Linked DNA regions of Zea mays: region 2 is linked to region 1. A link is a contact called in public Hi-C data. All regions are on one chromosome and are shown on one strand. The core of a region is the stretch at or near the end of the contact, and the rest is flanking DNA. Distances in the headings are between cores, read along the strand shown.

The links. A called contact is a pair of places that touch in the nucleus more often than the background predicts.
Region 2: a contact with region 1 is called in a Hi-C map of ear, with 2.6 times the contacts expected there. The contact joins the promoter of LOC100191873 here to the enhancer-like site in region 1. A contact is called at or near these places in 3 of 25 Hi-C or Micro-C datasets (ear, leaf and tassel).

Annotation. Positions count from the first base shown.
Region 1 is chr1:93,162,697-93,168,166 of Zm-B73-REFERENCE-NAM-5.0, reverse strand. No RefSeq gene overlaps it. Among protein-coding and RNA genes, the nearest start is that of TRNAL-AAG, 4.6 kb to the left of the region's middle. Within about 2 kb of position 2,221, at least 15 of the 20 cell types and tissues checked have an H3K27ac peak or open chromatin away from gene starts, as enhancers often do. A contact at or near this core is called in ear, leaf and tassel, where this site is marked.
Region 2 is chr1:93,337,314-93,342,783 of Zm-B73-REFERENCE-NAM-5.0, reverse strand. LOC100191873 (Zinc finger protein ZAT9) reads right to left here and starts at 2,194. Exons shown (of 1, transcript NM_001137297.1): 1 at 686-2,194. The coding sequence starts at 2,002. The coding sequence ends at 977.

The sequences.
Region 1 (5,470 bases), core at 972-3,471:
CTACAGGTCAAGACTTGTTCAAACCTCTTTGACAAATTTACATTTGATTTGATTTGATGTTGACATAAAAACGAATGCAGAAAAGATGTTCTCTCACGGGTCACGGCCTTTAGTGTTCGTGCTTTACTTGTCACAATTAGGTCTAACATATCATGTTATGGCCATGTAAAATATTATTTTACATTATGGATACATTGTTTATATTTTATAGAGTGGAGTTTAAAATAGTAGATGAGAATATTTTATAGAGTGGAGTTTAAAATAGTAGATGAGATAGGAAATTAGATAGGTGAACTGCTGCCTGCTGGAGATCAGCCTCATATGCACTAACCAAGTGGCTCCCATGGCACCCATCACGCGCCGACCAGAAAATAATAATAAGTATAGTTTGTTAAGTGGGCCAAGCCAAAGACTGTATGTTGGGCCGTGTAAAAAGCGGATACGCTAAGCAGCGCCTACATACAATACAACAGCGCATACAGGTGAAAAGTGAGAAGTACATGCATGCATGCATGTGAATACTTTTGCTGGCACCATTAATATACAAAAGCATTTAAAAGTTTGAAAAGGTCGTATTTCCTAAACTGATTTCAAAATTATATTTCAATAGCGCCATTGTTCTTTCAAAACAAGATCCCACTTGGTATATTAAAAAATATTAAATGATATTTTTTGTGAAGATAGTATATTCTTTATTAATCATATACGTTATAGGACAAATGATTTAAGTTAAAAACATATATCCTAAAACATCACATGTATACTGCTGAACATCGTAAAATACATCATACAACATCATATGTATATATGTGACAAAAAAATATTCTAGAACATCACATATATGCTATTGAACATTATACAACACTTATATCATAATAAACCATATATATACTACATGAACATCCCTAAATAGCATAAATCAGAACATGCATGCTACATGAATATTATATAATACTTCAGAGCATCAAATGTAATAAAAACACCAAACATATCAAACTAATATAACAATAATTCATAATATACCTCATAAACAGTATAATAATAGTACATTATGTCATAGAAGATACTATTTAAGTGAATATCACCACAAAAATGATGAAAAAAAGGAGTCATGCCTTCATAACACAAATATTCTAAATTCATGACAAGTGGAGAACAATATTTCAAATTTAGAAAAAAAACATTCTATGTTTATATGAATAGTATTATAATATCAAGAAACACATGAAATGACGAATAACAAAAAACTAAAATATGTAGAAAAAGATAAATACATAAATGAATGAACAAGTAATATAAAGAGAAAAAATAATAAAAGGTAGACAAACATAATGTAAAATAAAAATAACAAAAACCATGTAATATAGAAATTAAAAAAAATAAAAATAGGAAAAATATTTCATAGATACACATAAATACTAAAAATATATAAAAAGTATCCCATTTGTACCAAGTAAAAATACCATACATAGATCATCATATGAAAAACAAAAAGTAAAACAAGATAATAAAAGATAGAGTAGAATTAAAAACAAAATTGTGAAAATAATAAAAATGTACAAATACATAAAAGGAAAGATGAAGGAAAACAAAATAGAAGAAAACAAAAGGAAACGAAAAAGAAGAAAACATGTAAATAAAATGAAATAAACAAAGTATTTAACAAAAAGTAATTAAAGAAAATACAAATGAAAAACACCATGGAGAAATGGAAGAGGAAAAAGAAATAGAACAGGAAAGAAAAAAAACTAGCTTAGCTACGACATGGAAATTGTGCTGTAGCACCGGAAAAAAATCGTGTGCAGACCGGATGCAAAGGGGAATTTGTAGCCGGCTCTAGATTGAGGACACATATACTTGTACAGATCTTGAAGCGCCTTTTCTAGCTCCTGGCTCCAGGCCAGTTACGGCTTGTTCTGTTCAACTCGTGACTCGTCCATCATATGTTCGTCGTTCTATTATGTTCGGCTCCTTTGTTACTGATGACGGTTGCCGAGACTATCCTCCGCATCTCTTCCTCCAGGGATGGCTCATTGTAATTCATGGGTATTCAATTGAATATCCAAGTTTATTGGTAAAAAATAGTGTATAATATACGTGAACATATAAAAATAAAAAATTAAAATAGGATTGAGCTAAAACAAAGAAGGCTGCATATAGCGAACTGGCAGCCCAATTACAACCAGCGCTTGGTGGCCCAGCAGCCCACGTTGCGTGGAATCCCACTCGCACTCACGGTTCCGGACTCCTGGTGCCCTAGCGCATTCCACAGCAGCCCTGCTATAGCACAGCACAACCACCAGCCCAATTACAGCAACACACTGTCACATTAATTTCAACTCCAGGATTACAATTCTGGTATGCCTACAACAGGAGGTCAATAGCATATGTATATATACATAAAGCTATAAATATCAGTAGGACAACATGACAACATGACAATAAGATTGCAGGATTAAATGCATGTCAACTGATAAGATTAAAATAAGATGAACTGCTAGATTGTTGTGCAGGACAACAGGACACTAGATTAAAACAAACAAATGCAAGATAGTAGGAGTGCACAACACTATATTGTTGTGCTAAACTGCTAATCAAGCATTTCATCAGCTAGTTCAAAGAGGCCATCTCCAGTTGGAACTACAGTGGATGCAACAGCAAGTTCTTCTCCTTGTTATTGCATTTCTTTATCAGAATCAGATTCACCAAACTGTGGAGGACGAACAATACGCTTCCTTGTTCTAGTGTATGTTCTGTTAACAGCCCCAGCAGCAGCTCTAGGGAGATTTTTACCCCTTAGATGCTCAGTTGCACCAATAGCTTCATCAACAGCCCTCCAAAGAGAATTTTCATCGTTAATGTCCTCATCATTTTCATGAACCCACTCATTTTCCATTGGAACTCTTGTAGGATCAAAGGGTTGCTTTTCTTTCCCTTTAAGCCCAACTCTCTAATTCTTTAAAATCTATTTGCCACGTTTCGGTTGTAGCTAACATACACCAATTTGTCCAGCCTTTTATGTTCTAAACGATTTCTTCTCTTGGTATGGACCTACATAACGACAAAAAGGAAACATAAGTACTGTTGTACTGGACAACAATTTTGAGAAGACAAAATATGCAAACAAAAGGTACACATACATTAGCAAATGTGAGAGCACCTAGAGGGGGGGTGAATAGGTGATCCTGTGAAACTTGAAACTTAATGCCACAAAGCTTGATTAGGAGTTAGTACAATAATGCCAAGTGGCTAGAGAGGAGTCTTTAGCAAAACACAATAACCACAAGAAGATCAACACAGGTAGACTCAGTGGTTTATCCCGTGGTTCGGCCAAGTATAAAACTTGCCTACTTCCACGTTGTGGCGTCCCAATGGACGAGGGTTGCAATCAACCCCTCTCAAGCGGTCCAAAGACCCACTTGAATACCACGGTGTTTTTGCTTTGTATACTATATCCCGTTCACGAGGAATCTCCACAACTTGGAGCCTCTCGCCCTTACACTTTGATGTTCACAAAGAAGCACGGAGCAATGGAGGGATGAGCAACACACACAAGACACAAAACTCACGGCAAATACGCACACACAAGACCCAGACTTGAGCTCAAAAGACTATCACGAGGTTCTCACTAGAACGGAGCTCAAATCACTAAGAATGTCGAACAAGTGCGCAAGAATGAAGTGTGAGTGATCAACAATGCTCTAAGGATGCTTGGTCTTCTCCTCCATGCGCCTAGGGGTCCCTTTTATAGCCCCAAGGCAGCTAGGAGCCGTTGAGAGCATTCCAGGAAGGCAATTCTTGCCTTCTGTCGCCTGGCGCACCGGACAGTCCGGTGCACCACCGGACACTGTCCGGTGTGGATTTCTTTTCTTATTTGGCGAAGCCGACCGTTGCAGATTCAGAGCCGTTGGCGCACCGGACACTATCCGGTGCACACCAGACAGTCCGGTGCCCCCTTCTAGCCGTTGGCTCGGCCACGTGTCCCGCGCAGATCGCGCGGCCGACCGTTGGCCCGACCGACCGTTGGCTCACCGGACAGTCCGGTGCATCACCGGACAGTCCGGTGAATTATAGTCGTATGCCGTTAATCATCTCCCGAGAGCGACGAGTTCGCCTGTGAATGGCTCACCGGACAGTCCGGTGCACCACCGGACAGTCCGGTGATTTATAGCTGTACACCACCGTCGAAGTCCCGAGAGCAGCAGGTTCGCCAGAGCCAGCCTGGCGCACCGGACACTGTCCGGTGCACCACGGGACAGTCCGGTGCACCCAGACTGAGCAGACTTTGGCTGAACAAAGTCATCTCTTTTCCAATTCGATTTCTCCTGTTTCCATCACTTAGACACAATACATTAGTACTTAAAACAATGTACTAAGTCTAGAAACATACCTTTAGACTTGATTTGCACTTTGTCCATCACTTGGCATAGATTTACACTTAAGCACTTGTGTTGGCACTCAATCACCAAAATACTTAGAAATGGCCCAAGGGCACATTTCCCTTTCAATCTCCCCCTTTTTGGTGATTTATGCCAACACAACAAAAAGCAACTAAAAGAAGTGCAACATCAATACAAATGAGAACTCAAAATTGTTTTGATTCAAATTTGGCATATATGGATCACTCTTTGCCACCACTTGGTTTTGTTTTTGCAAATTAACCTCAATTTCCTATCTCTAAGTCAAACACACTTGTTGAGACATAAAGAGAGTCGTTCCAAGAGAAATTGATCCAAGATTTCAAAAACTCCCCCTTTTTCCCATAATCGTCTATTCTCTCCACAAGAGGCCAACTTTTGACAAAAGAGACAACAAGAGAGTTTTGACAAACCAAAAGCTCTATTCTACTATTTTCAAAATTTCTCAAGTGGTAGCTGATCCATTTTATTGCTTTTGGCCTTATTTTCTCCCCCTTTGGCATCAAACACCAAAACAGGATCAATTTTGGCCCTTGAACCCCATTGCCTCACCAAAATCTTCAAATAAGAATACAAAGGCAATAAGAGTACATGAGATGAACTTGGAATAAGTTACCCTCTCATCGGAGTGCAGTGGAAGTCTTTCATGGTCCAAGTCCACCTTTTCCCTTTCAAACCTCCTTTGAGACTAAATTAAGAAAACTCAAGCACATGGTTAGTCTCAAAGGGTCAAGTTGTAGCACATCTCCCCCTAAATATGTGCATCACATGCAAAAGGACTTGTGAGGTCCGGGGAGTGCTTGTACAACTTGAGCACCATACATAAGCAACAAAATGCATAAGGAACATGATCAAGACATAAACACATGTATGATATAAATCAATCCAAGTTCCGCGAATCTAAGACATTTAGCTCACTACGCAGCCTGCAAAAGGTCTTCTCATCTAGAGGCTTGGTAAAGATATCGGCTAGCTGGTTCTCGGTGCTAATATAGAACACTTCGATATCTCCCTTTTGCTGGTGGTCTCTCAAAAAGTAATGCCGGATGTCA
Region 2 (5,470 bases), core at 945-3,444, 170 kb before region 1:
TAAACCACATACACATATTTTTTTATAAGATACTCATTAGGAATGTATACTCTAAATTTCATTATTTATTTTCTTTTAAAACAGTAAAAAACAAATATATATTACATGTACCACGAACTATTTTAATTTAAATGCATATATTTATTTTTGAAGGGTGTTTAAGGGAACAATTAGATAGATTAAAGGTTCTTCCTCTATTTGTTGTTCATGTTTTCTATTTAGCTTTAAGTTCAAATTTGGATCTATGTTTTGAATTACCAAACTTTTAATGTTACTAGTTATTTGCTTTAGGAAAACGTAATTTATAAAGAAGGAATTTATTATTTAGAAGTCATTTTATTCTAAGTATTCTGGGAGATCTCTCTAAGGGCTTGTTCGTTTGTGTCGGATTGCACCTGGAATCGTTCCACTCAATCAAAGTTTATATAAATTAGAGAAGCAATCCGGTTTGGAATCGTTCCGACCCACCAATCCGACAGAAACGAACAAGCCCTAAATTACCAACATAAGATTTTGGGTGTTACACCAAGCCACCAGCGCCACAGTGGTCGGCTTAGTAACTTCCTCCATTCCTAAATCCACCACTAACTATATGATACTGTGCAGTTGTGCTTTGAGGTTCAAGGACGCAGCAGAGTTTAAAATGGGACATGGTGAATGCACTTCTCAATAACAAAATCCAAGTAATGGGCCACTTCGATTTTTTGGTACTCCTACAAGAGAACGAAAATAATATGAATGTACTGCTCATCTAATTTAGGTACGTACCTGCCAGACTAACAATCGCAGTGGAGTAACAGACCAAACAAAACAAAACAAAACAAAAAAAAATGCTCAACTGTTACTCTCCGTCTAATTCTTGCATGGATTGGAAGGGACCCAAGCCCTTTACCGCAGCAGCTGCGCAAGAGCATCAGCCGGTCTGAAGTTGGCGTCGTAGCAGTAAGTATCGGTCGGATCGGGTCAGCAGCTGGCCTCACTGTCTGTTGCCGCCGAACTCGGTGTCGTACACGGCGGAGAGCTCGAAGTCGTCGTCCGTCGCGGCCGGCACGTTGAGGTCGATGGACATGGAGCTGTCGCCGCATTTCGCTGGCGTCCAAGGGGACGGGGGCCGTGGGGCGGGCGCGCCGGACGGCATGTGCGCGCGCTTGTGGCCGCCCAGGGCCTGTCCCGACTCGAACACGCGGAAGCAGAACGGGCACTCGTGGACCGCCGGGCCGTTCTCGGCGCGGCGAGCCTTGGACGACGGCGCGGCGGGAGGCGGCACCGGCACCGGCACGCACCCGCCCTTTCCTCTCTTGACGCTGGCGCGGTGGCCGCCGAGCGCCTGGTACGACCGGAACACCTTCCTGCACGCGCCGCACTGGTGCCTGCCGTGGTCCGAGCGCGCGACGCCGTGCTCGTGATCGGCATAGTCCGCGCCGACGAGCGAGCGGACACCGTCGTCGTCGTGGTCCTGCTCCGCCGCCTCCGAGCTCGCCGGGCCCCAGCCGGATCTGGACCGCGTCCACGAGTCCCGGGACAGCATGACGAGCGACATGGCCACGTCCTCCTCCGGCGTCGCGTCGGAGACGCTGCTCGCTGGCTGCTCGGGATCGGAGGACGCCACCGCCGGCGGGGGCGCGCGCCGGCGCGCCCGCTTTGAGCGTCGCCGGCTCACGGCGAACCGCGGGGACGACTCCGTGTCGCTCTCCCCGTCCTGCACGACCGAAGACTCGCCGCGGGCGGGCCTGCCGCCGCCGGAGAGTCCAGGAAAGCCGAACGCTTTCGTGGCGCCCTCGCGTGCGACGCACGGCGCCGCGAGTGGCTTCTGCCGCGCCGGCCCGTCGCCCATCTCCGTCGACGAGGTGGACGCCAGGGAGAACGGCGGCGATTGCTGCCGCGGCAGCGGCGAGCGCGCTGCAGCCGACGACGCGGCCATGACGTGGGAGCGCATGTGGCCGCCCAGCGCGCGGCCGTTGTGGAACCGCCGGAAGCAGAGCCTGCAGGTGTGCCTGTCCATCACCAGGCAAGGAGTTCCTGCAAACGGAACGCGACCAGCACAGAGCAAACGACCAGCACAGAGCAAGCAGTGAGCAGCTAGCTGCTTGCTTAGCTTCGCCCTCTGCCTCCCTCGCTTGAGTTCTCCCTTCGCTTGCTCTGTACGTGCTGCTGCCTTTGGGCCTCACTCACTCAAGGATAACAATAATCTGACGGGAAAAGAGGCGGAAGAAGTGTGAGAGGGGAGAGTAGTGGGACCTAAAAAGGAGTAGGTGACAAGCATCGGTCTTCTCCACCTAGCAACGAAGGGACGAGTGGGATCGGAGGAGGTGAGAAAGTTGCTTAAATACGTACAGCACAGGGCCAGGCTTTTACCAAAATTAGGGGCGTTCAAGAGACACTTGAAAAACTGAAGATCCACAATATAAGCAGAAAATAACTGCTCCAAGCAAACGCCGTGGCCTGTAAATAGAGAGAGAGAGAAGAAATTTGCATCCGCATAACTGGCAGGATTGAATACGGAGATCAATAGGATCTGGGCGTGCTGCTCGGCAATTCTTGAATTCTCGCGCACAGGGGAAGCGCAAGCGGCAAGCTTGCCTGTAGCTGTAGGAGTTACAGTTCATTGGTGGCAACAACAAAAAAAAAAAAGAATTAAGTGGCACGTAATTAATCGTGTGCGCGGAATAATTTGGGGGGGGGGGGGGGGGGGGGGGGGGGGGGGGAAGGTGCATTGCATTGACCACCGATCGGGAGATTACGTGACGCTGGCCAATTGATGGGCATTGACACTCGAGATTCTCTCGCGTCTTCTCCCATCCAGTTCAGTTCCATCCTCCCCTACCTACGCAGCAATTTGCTGCACAACAAGTTTGCAAGGTCCAATTGACGTTGTACTCAAAGGGCTCGGCAGCTAGATCGCGATGCCTCCAATGCTTGACTAGCTACTACTACTAGGCTCTGTCCTTTGGAAACACTGACTTGCGAACTGGGCAAAGACACTGCAGAGGATGCGGTGGCTGCGTGCGCTACCAACTGTGCATCACATCATACGCTGCACTAGCAGGGACCTGTTGTTGGTGCTGCTCGGCTATCTATCAGTGCTACGGGAGCGAGAGGGAGAGGATGCAGGCAGCGGCGGCGGCAGCAGGGGATGCGGGTGCCCCCACATGGACGTGCGATGCTTCTGTCGGCGCATGCACGTATCGCACATGCCTCTCCTTTTGTTGAACAAGTCTCCTGCTAATCGTCTCCCCCAGTCACGGATGGCGGGGGTCTGCTGATGGCTGCTCCAATGCAAGTTTAGCCAAACAAAGATTACAAGAAAGAGAGTGGTGTAGCTGCTTGGATGCTACTACTGCTAGCCTCCATTTCTTTTTAATTGTCGTTGGATAGTTGAATTTTACACTATCCAGCGACAACTAAAACGAAACGGAGGAAGTACTAGCTAGCTTTTGGTTGAATCGACCACACCAGAAAGAGCAGCGCAAGGAGCGTCGGCTACTCAGCTCAGCTGGTGGCCATCGGTTTGTGTCACGAGCCAGGAATTTTTTTTTAGTTGGCACTTGACAGCTTCGTTTTCGTCCATGCGATTGCAGTAAACCTGCCCAAGCTAGCTGTTATGCCGGTAGGTGGTATTACTGGCCATTAACAATAATTACACCTGCTGACCTGCCCATCGCAAACTCTCATCCCTAGTGTGTTATTTTCGAAATGCTGTAACAGAAAGTCATCTTGGAGCCTAGTGCTCACTTCACCCACTTGTAGATGTCATTTTGGTGCTTAACGAACGTCGCCAACACACTGCGGCATTGCACATATCGATCGGCCTCCTACTCTGATCTGCTGGTAGTAAACGAGCGTCCAACTGATTGCACTTCCGATGAAGTGGCGTCCAATACAAAGGTGAAGAGCGGTAGCTAGAAAAAATCTGGATAAAAATAAAGCTAGTTTGGGAACATCATTTTTCAAAGATTTCTATTTTCTAAGAGTAATTAGTTCATTTTTCCTTGGAAAATATGATTCTTTTGGGAAAAAATACAGTTCTCAAACTAGCCTTAAGGGCTGGTTTAGTGACCAGGTAAATACAGAGGATCCAAAGAAAGGAATTCTCTTGCTATTCAACAAAGAGAATCCTTCCTCATATATGCTCTCTATTTCTCTGATAACCAAACCAGCTCTAAAGTGGAATCCTTAAAGCTTGCAGAGTTAGGGTCAGTTGGTGGCGGAGGCCCATGCATAGGATGGGCCATACATGAGCAGAACATTGGGGCCTCCCGAAGCCTTCTGTTCACGTCTTCTCGTTGTCTTGTCTTAATTGTCAAACTCTATGAAACGTTATCTAACTATGAACAAATCTATCTTTAAAAAGCTCTACTTTTATATGTAAAAAACATATACCTTCTTATAATAAAGAAAAAGTTCCTTCACCATTGTATGTTCTCTCTCTTTATGCTTGCCTAGTTGTAGAAAGGCAACTGAGAAGAGAATGTATCTTCCATCAAATCTATCTTTAAAAAGCTCTACTTTTCTATGTAACAAACATATACCTTCTTATAATAAAGAAAAGTTCCTTCACCGTTGTATGTTCTCTCTCTTTATGCTTGCATAGTTGCAGAAAGGCAACCGAGAAGAGAACATATCTTCCTTATCTTTCTTACGCCTCCATCGTTGACGATAGGATTCAAAGGTTTAGATCTAGGATTTGCGATCACAAAGTTACTCAACATATCGTCAACAATGCTCTACCCTAACAGTTGCAGATCCGATACACGTCACCTCTCTACCAAGTCGTCATGTCCTTTAGCCTGGACAAACTGTTCTACGAGACATGCTTTATGTCCATCTACTGAATCAAGAAGCATGGTACATTATTTTTTGATGTGCTCTAAACCCATGGTTTAATAGATTTGTTCAATCTAGATTGAATTCATGCAGTCACATACATGTTGTAAATTCATTTCTACGGTGAGTTGCTTGTTATAGATTGATAGCTTTGAATGAACTAGTAGATGATATTTTGGTCAAGTTAGTTCACGATAAAGGAGACAAAATAGCAGCGACACATGCTCATTCGCGTCACGCGCTACTACACCTCGCGTGTCGCTAGCCATGTTCACCACCACGACACATAAACCCTAGCAGTTGCGACTCCCTAGGCTCATAGGTGCGCTCACCCCCGCGTTATGTTGGGTCGTGGCCTGGATGGGCTGTCACTGCCAATCCTATTGAGTCGTGCCTAGGCTACTTGCCAGTCCTTGTTGGGCCATGCCTCTAATGGACTACCCAACATGCCTATTATGTCTATTTCGCGTCTAGTTCACGCCTATTGCGTGGATGAGATGTTATCCAGTGTTTTCTCTTGGCTATGAAATTCACCCTCTTTTTGGTGACTTTTTCATCTATAATTGTTGTACTTAAATAATTTTTTGCTAAATTTATTTAATAATATGTTTATTGCACATTAAACTTATATACTGTATGTTTTTCT